Linked DNA regions of Mus musculus: region 2 is linked to region 1. Evidence: chromatin contacts called from public promoter capture Hi-C data. All regions are on one chromosome and are shown on one strand. Each heading gives the region's core, a stretch centred on a gene start, on an enhancer-like site or on the middle of the called end of the contact. The rest is flanking DNA. Distances are from core to core; before and after follow the strand shown.

Region 1 (3,191 bases), core at 503-3,002:
ATTGTTCATAGACACATGCCTTTGGGCCAGAGCAGCCCAAGCACAAGATGGCTTGGTAAGGCAGTTTACCCAGCACCAGGGAGACAGGTCCTTCCTGCTGTCAGAGCATAGGATTATAAGCTTTGGCCTCAGACTCTCCTATCATGAATTGTAAGAACTTTCATAACCCTTAAAAGGTACATGAATGGTTCAAGAAACTATCATTAGTCACCTTGTAAAAACACTAAACAGCAAATATATCATCCTGAACTAATCAGATCTCAAAATGTTGTACACTGATAAGAAAACTGCTGCTCCCTTCAAAGTGTTTTTAAAAAGAAAAAAATTATATCCAAAATCATGTGTTTGCATCTGGCTAATCACAATTCCTTATCTGTCATCTGCTACCTATTGCACACAAATGCTCTTCCAAAGCAGAAAGAAATTTCATAAGTTTTTCCTGAGGGCAAAGACTGGGAGCTGCTCAGAAATCAACTCCCAACATATTTCTTACACAAAAATTAAAACAAGTGAACACAAGCACCCTGAATCCAGAGCCTCCTGCATGCTAAGCAAAGGCAACGGTGTTTTGTTTGCTAGTCCTGTATATGATAGTGCTAACCAGCACATTGTTAAAATAAACTTTTACATTTAAAAAAAAAAATCCTTCGGTATCTCCCACAAATCAACCAATTTTTTTTTTCAACACATGTTCCCAACAGGTTAACTGCTAGACAAGTAGCATATGAAAACCCTCATGGGAATTTTTCTTTATGGTCATGTCCACAGCAAATGAGAAACTGCATTCTAAAAGCCTTGGTAATGACCATTTCAACCAATTCTTAATTAAAGAGGTGTCTTGATGTCCTAGAAAATCCAAGAGTCAGGGAGAAACAAGGGGTACTTCCTGGATCTTGTTGGAGAAGTCCCAATTTACTCATTCTAAGGCCTTGGGAGATCCTCATGTGAAAAGCAGTTCTCAGATATTCATGTCGCTCTAAAAGCTTAAAACCTGGTCACTTTCCATACTTGCAGCACAGCATAGTAGTCGGTTAGGTTATAGACACAACTTTGAGGCAAAGAATTGTGGTTAATATTTCGACAAAAGTCCACCACTTTGAGGCAGCACAACTCCATTTCATAATGGAGTTCGCTCTGCTTGCTGGTCAAGGGTGACAAACTTTGCTGGATTTCTAGGATACCGCCATGCCACCGACTAGAGTAGTTAAAACACAAATTAGGCCTTGAAGTCTGAGGGAGCCCCCGCTTAGGGTGAAGCCAGGGAGCTGGAAGGCCAGGGGTCCCAGAGGTGGGTGCGGTGGGGTCACCTCTGGAGCTGAGCCCTCCAAATGTCCTAGGAGCCCCAAATCCAAAGCGCACGCCAGGGACCCAAACATTCCTCCCTTCATCACAAGCTGTTCCTGGGTCCCGCAGAGGAAACGCTGAACAATCTGGAGCCGGGCATAGGGCAGGAGTGGAAGGCTGACGGCTCAGGAGGCAGTTACAAGGGGGCCCAGGCCTAGGAGGCGACCACAATTGTCGCTTTTACCCTCAAACCAACCGCAGCCCTTCGGGCGAAAAGCCCTCCTCGGATGACCAGAGGAAGAAGAGCAGATGGGGCGCGAGGTCCTTACCCGCTGCAAGGCTGCCCACGGGCCGCCGCCGGCCGCTCCAGTACCAGAGGCCGGAGGCTGCTCCCCGGAACCCCAAGGAGGCTGCCATGCTGTCCCCCGCCCCGCCTCCGCGCCGTGACCTCCGCCGCCTCACACACGGCCTGTGAACTACGAGTGTGCGCAGCCGGGATGGCCCGCACCTCCGTAAGGACAGCTCGCGCACGCGCTCTCCTTGCTCGGCTTGGACTCCGCCCAGCGCGGGGCGGAGCACTGTGTTGAGAGGCGTGGCCGGAGTCGGGAACAGTCCAATCAGGATCCCGAAATCCATAGACGCCCTGCCTTGCCTCCGGCTCCTGCTGAATTTACAACCTTTGGGTGAGAGAATTCTTGTTTACCCAAAAGCTGAGGGGTGTGTGGGAGGCGGTGGCTGTCGCTCACTACCGCCTCCTCCGAGCACCTGCACTGAGCAACTGCCTCTTCACTGGGCTGCTAATTGTTTTTCTTCCTCCCAGACAAGAACCGCAGCTACTGCAGTATTAAAGGAAAGAGCAGAAATGTTGTGTTTCCTAGTATAGGGACTCATTTTTAACTTCAGTAATAAATACATGGACCTCCCAGGGTTAACATATATATTTTCAGCGTCTGTTGAAACACAATCACAGAATCTACCATGTGTGTAATAACTGAAATCTATGTGATATACAACTCAATGGTTTTTCCAGTCGTATTTGAAAAGTAGTAGGGAAGTAATTTAATAGCACTGTTCTCTTTGAAGAGTAGAATTTCTAGGAACTTACTGAGTTCCAAGAAATGCGTCAATGTTTAAAATTTTCTACAACCTGCATCTTTTGAACCCAAAATCTAATGGTACATTTAAACCCAGGAAGTAGTATATATGTATATTATAAAAACAGATATTTTGCTGATCTTTCCTTATTTGACTATTTGGTATATTTGGTGGCTTAAATAAGCATGGCCCCCATAGACTCATATGTTTGAGTGCTTGGCACATAGGAGGTGTGACTTTATTGGAGAAGGTGTGGCCTTGTTGGAGGAAAGGCATCACTGTGGAGACCAGCTTTGAGGTCTTACATATGCTCAAACGACAGCTAGTGTGGCACACAGTCCCCTTCTGCTGCTTTCAGATCAAGACCTAGAACTCTCAGCACCAACTCTAGCGCCACGTCTGCCTGGATGCTGCTATGTGCCCCACCATGATGACAATAGACTAGGTCACTGCAACTGTAAGCCAGCCCCAATTAAATGGTTTTGTTTTTATAAGAGTGGCCATGGTTATAGTGTCTTTTCACAGCAATGAAACCCTAAGTAAGACAGTATACATATTTGAATATCTGTTCCTTGAGGATAATCGCAAAGTATTCAATTTCCACTGGAGAATTTTTATCTTCAGTACACTAAAACAAGACTTGTAACCTTTGAAGAAAAGTAGGCCAAGAGGCAAGAATGGGGCTTGGGGGGTAGGGGGAGGGCAAGCAATAAGAAAACCAAGATGCCTACCTTCCATCCTCAAAAAAAAAAAAAAAAGCAAAACAAAACAAAATGACAAAAAACACCTGTGTTCGTCTTGTTTTAATTCAT
Region 2 (3,191 bases), core at 431-2,930, 2.4 Mb after region 1:
TAGGAAGCATTCTCCATTGCTAAGGGAAATTTGCAGGTCAGCAGCAATGGGCCAATTCCCTGGGACAAGGGGTCTGGTCTGTGCCTGGATTAGTCCATGGGTTCCCCACACTGCAAGCTGCTAAACCATGGGTAAAGGTCTGTCTGGACTTGTTCCTGGCTTGCTCAAACAGGCCCATATCATGCCAGTCACTGGGAAAATATGCATGAGACTGCCAAGCATGTAGCCATGAGAACGAATTTCGGACCTGACTCCTGGAGACTGGGGTTTGGAGTTATTTGTAGATAAAGAAGCAGGGTGGCCTGAGGTGTCAGAAAAGTGACTATAGGTGAAGACTAAGGACGCATCAGCGATCTTTGTCAGGACCCCTTCACTGGATCTATGTTTCTAAACAATGGTGGCAATAGCATGTTCTGAGTGTGAAATTTTAAGCCTCCAGATTTCAAAAGGTCACCCTTGGATATCTGTGCAGGCTGCAGGAAAGGGCCAGGAACTTAAACTGGTTTACACCTTCAAGTTCCTGAAAAACACCAAGATTGCCACAGCACCCCAGGTGTTATATCCAGTAAAGCTAATAAAAATACGCGTGATCCCTAAAATTGGCAGTAAAAGCAACTTGGAAGCAAATGAAGAGCGTCACAAACCTCCTCTTGCTTAACTTTTGTCTTGGGGATACTGGGTAAACTAGTAACTACCTTGTGTCTGGTTCTTCACCCTAAAAAACAGCATCAAAGATTTCTGGGAGTTGAGAACGTGTGGTCTCTCACTGCATGGAGTTGGGTTCTCTGAAAGAGGGCCTTGAGCCAGGTTCATTGCCCTCTAGACTGTCCACTGTGTAAAAAACCAGCTAACCAATCACAACAATAGCACAAGGATAATGATGGTCTTCTTGATATTTGTGAAACTGGAAGGTGGTATCTCCCGGTTGGGCCCATCATCTGGCTGACTGGCTGTGAGGTGTCCACAAGTTTGGGAGCATCCAACCTATATAACTTCTGCAAGAGCTTTGAGGCTAGAGTTCCCCTGACTGCTCCATGAGGTGGTTATCCAAGTAAAATCACTTTTCCTTTGCCTCTACACCTTGTCTTTCAAATTAACTGGCATGCCCTGAGAAGAACAGCAACTCTGATTCCTATAAATAGTCCGAGGAACATTGGGTCTTGAGCAATATTTTTGTTTTTGCTGTTGTTGTTTGTTTGTTTCTTAAAGACAGAGGCTCACTGTGTATTTTAGGCTGGTCTTGAACTCACGATCCTCCTACCTCGTCTTCCCAAGTGCTGGGATTACGGATGTGCATCACCATGACCCACTAGAGTTATAGTAACTCTAGGTTCCGATTTTATGTGACTTTATATACTCTTCTAAACAATGGGCTGAGGAAGAAGCAGAAGTATGGGTGTTCCAGTGGGGCGATTCGAGCGTCTGGGACAACAGAGAAGCCCACGATCTAAAGGTGCTCGGGCATCTAGGTTAGGACTGCACTCTCAGAAGCCATGTCCTTCTGTGCATTTGTCTGGAGCGTCCTCTTCACACATTTTTGAGCAAGTTGGTGCCCTTCCGGGTTCTCTGCCGAATCTGCGGTTGCAGACGCGGCGGCTGCGCGCGCCTGCGGGAAGTGCGGCTGCGCGCGCCTGCGGCCTGGCTGCGCTATTTCATCATGCACCGGGCGGGCCGCGCGCCGCTTCCGTAGCCGCCCTGCGCACCGCCTAGGCGGCGTGCTCATGCCCTGTCTGCTCCCCTCGCTGCTCAGAGCCACCCGCGCCGCGCTGCCGCTCCTGTCGCCGCCCCGAGTGGTCGCAGCGTCCGCGTCTCAGCGGCTCCTCAGCGCTCCCGCGCAGCCCGCCGCCTCCCGGAGCAGCATGGACAGCGCGGAGGAGCTGCTGGCCCCACTGCGGCTAGCCGTGCGCCAGCAGGTACCGACCCTCGCCCGCAGCCGCGCGCCGCACCCCGCTCCTGTCCGTCCTTCCCCTGTCCCCGCGCTGCGTCGGCATCCGTGATCCTTGGGCCTCGTGCCCTCTCTGCGTACCCCGAATCCAGCCGTAGGCTTCGCCTCCCTCTTTGAGCGCCCCGATGGCTCGGCTCAGCGGCAAGCTGATGCTGCGCGCTTCTTTTCTTTAGTCTTGGGGATGCTTTGGGAAGCGTTCCCTTCTCTTTATCTTCCTTGCTTCAGTGTTTAGCCTGAGGACTGGCTCACGGTCGAAACGTGGCTATGGGGAGGTGTCGACCCCCCACCCCCCTCCAATACTGATGCGAATTCATGATCCCTCTCCTGTCATCTTTCTGCCTTCTGAAGAGAGTGTCTGGAACCAGCGAGCTTTCGGATCAAGCTGGAAATTGTAGATGGACTGACCGAGCCACTCAGTGAAGTCATCCATTCTTAGGGTGGAACACCTGAAAATGTCATTTTGCGGAAGGGAAGGGAGGTTTCTTAGCTGGAGAATCTGGGGATTTAATGCAGATCTCCTTTTTTTACTGTAGCACTGAGTGGTGGTGATCAGACTTAAGAGGGAAAGGAGAAAAGTATTTGGAATGATACCCACACCCAGTGAGAGCCAGAGCTTACAGTAGGGCCCGGCATCCATGACCTACTAGCTGTAAACACCGGTCGGGTTGCGCCTGCTCTGGCGCCTGATGCAATCGTTTGTCTAGCTAAGGAGGGTGGAATCCTGTCTTAAGGATAATTCATTGGAGCTGAGGTGCTGCAGCTTCGAGGAATTCTGCCACTTTGCTCCAGTTTGAGCCCGACTCAGTTAATAGGCTTTCATTTTGATTTTCACTATGGGCTTTATTTTTTCTTTTTTTAATTGTATGTTCTGTACATTCAGTCTCCATCCACCTTCCACTCCCCACATAAATGTATGTGTGACTCCTTTGTTGTTTTGTTGTGACCTAACTCCTTCCTTTGGAACAATACATCTAATTTTGGGGGAAAAAAAAAAGCACACACTGCAAACCCCTCCCTCTGCCACGTTAGCCTGGAACTGCAGTACATAGTATTCCTCTGTAGTAAGACTGAATGTAGTTAACTTCAGGACGCATTGATCATGGAGAGCCTTCCTGTACAGCTTGTGTGACCTTCATGTCCTTTGTTGTTGGTTTTGACTTGTTTTTTTGGTTTTATGTGTTTGTTTGATAGGGTTTTTGGTTTTTTTTTTTTTTTAACTTTGGGATATTTTCCCAATAGTTGAATT

The links. Promoter capture Hi-C pulls out the DNA fragments that hold promoters and counts their contacts.
Region 2: a contact with region 1 is called in a promoter capture Hi-C map of liver, with 4 times the contacts expected there. The contact joins the promoter of Gars here to the promoter of Hibadh in region 1. A contact is called at or near these places in 4 of 39 promoter capture datasets (cranial neural crest, liver and pre-B cells).

The regions. Positions count from the first base shown.
Region 1 is chr6:52,638,548-52,641,738 of GRCm38.p6, forward strand. It overlaps Hibadh (3-hydroxyisobutyrate dehydrogenase), which reads right to left and starts at 1,753. Exons shown (of 8, transcript NM_145567.1): 1 at 1,614-1,753. The coding sequence starts at 1,701. It overlaps LOC115490472 (a small nucleolar RNA gene), which reads right to left and starts at 808; the gene lies at 687-808.
Region 2 is chr6:55,036,321-55,039,511 of GRCm38.p6, forward strand. Gars (glycyl-tRNA synthetase) reads left to right here and starts at 1,681. Exons shown (of 17, transcript NM_180678.3): 1 at 1,681-1,913. The coding sequence starts at 1,722.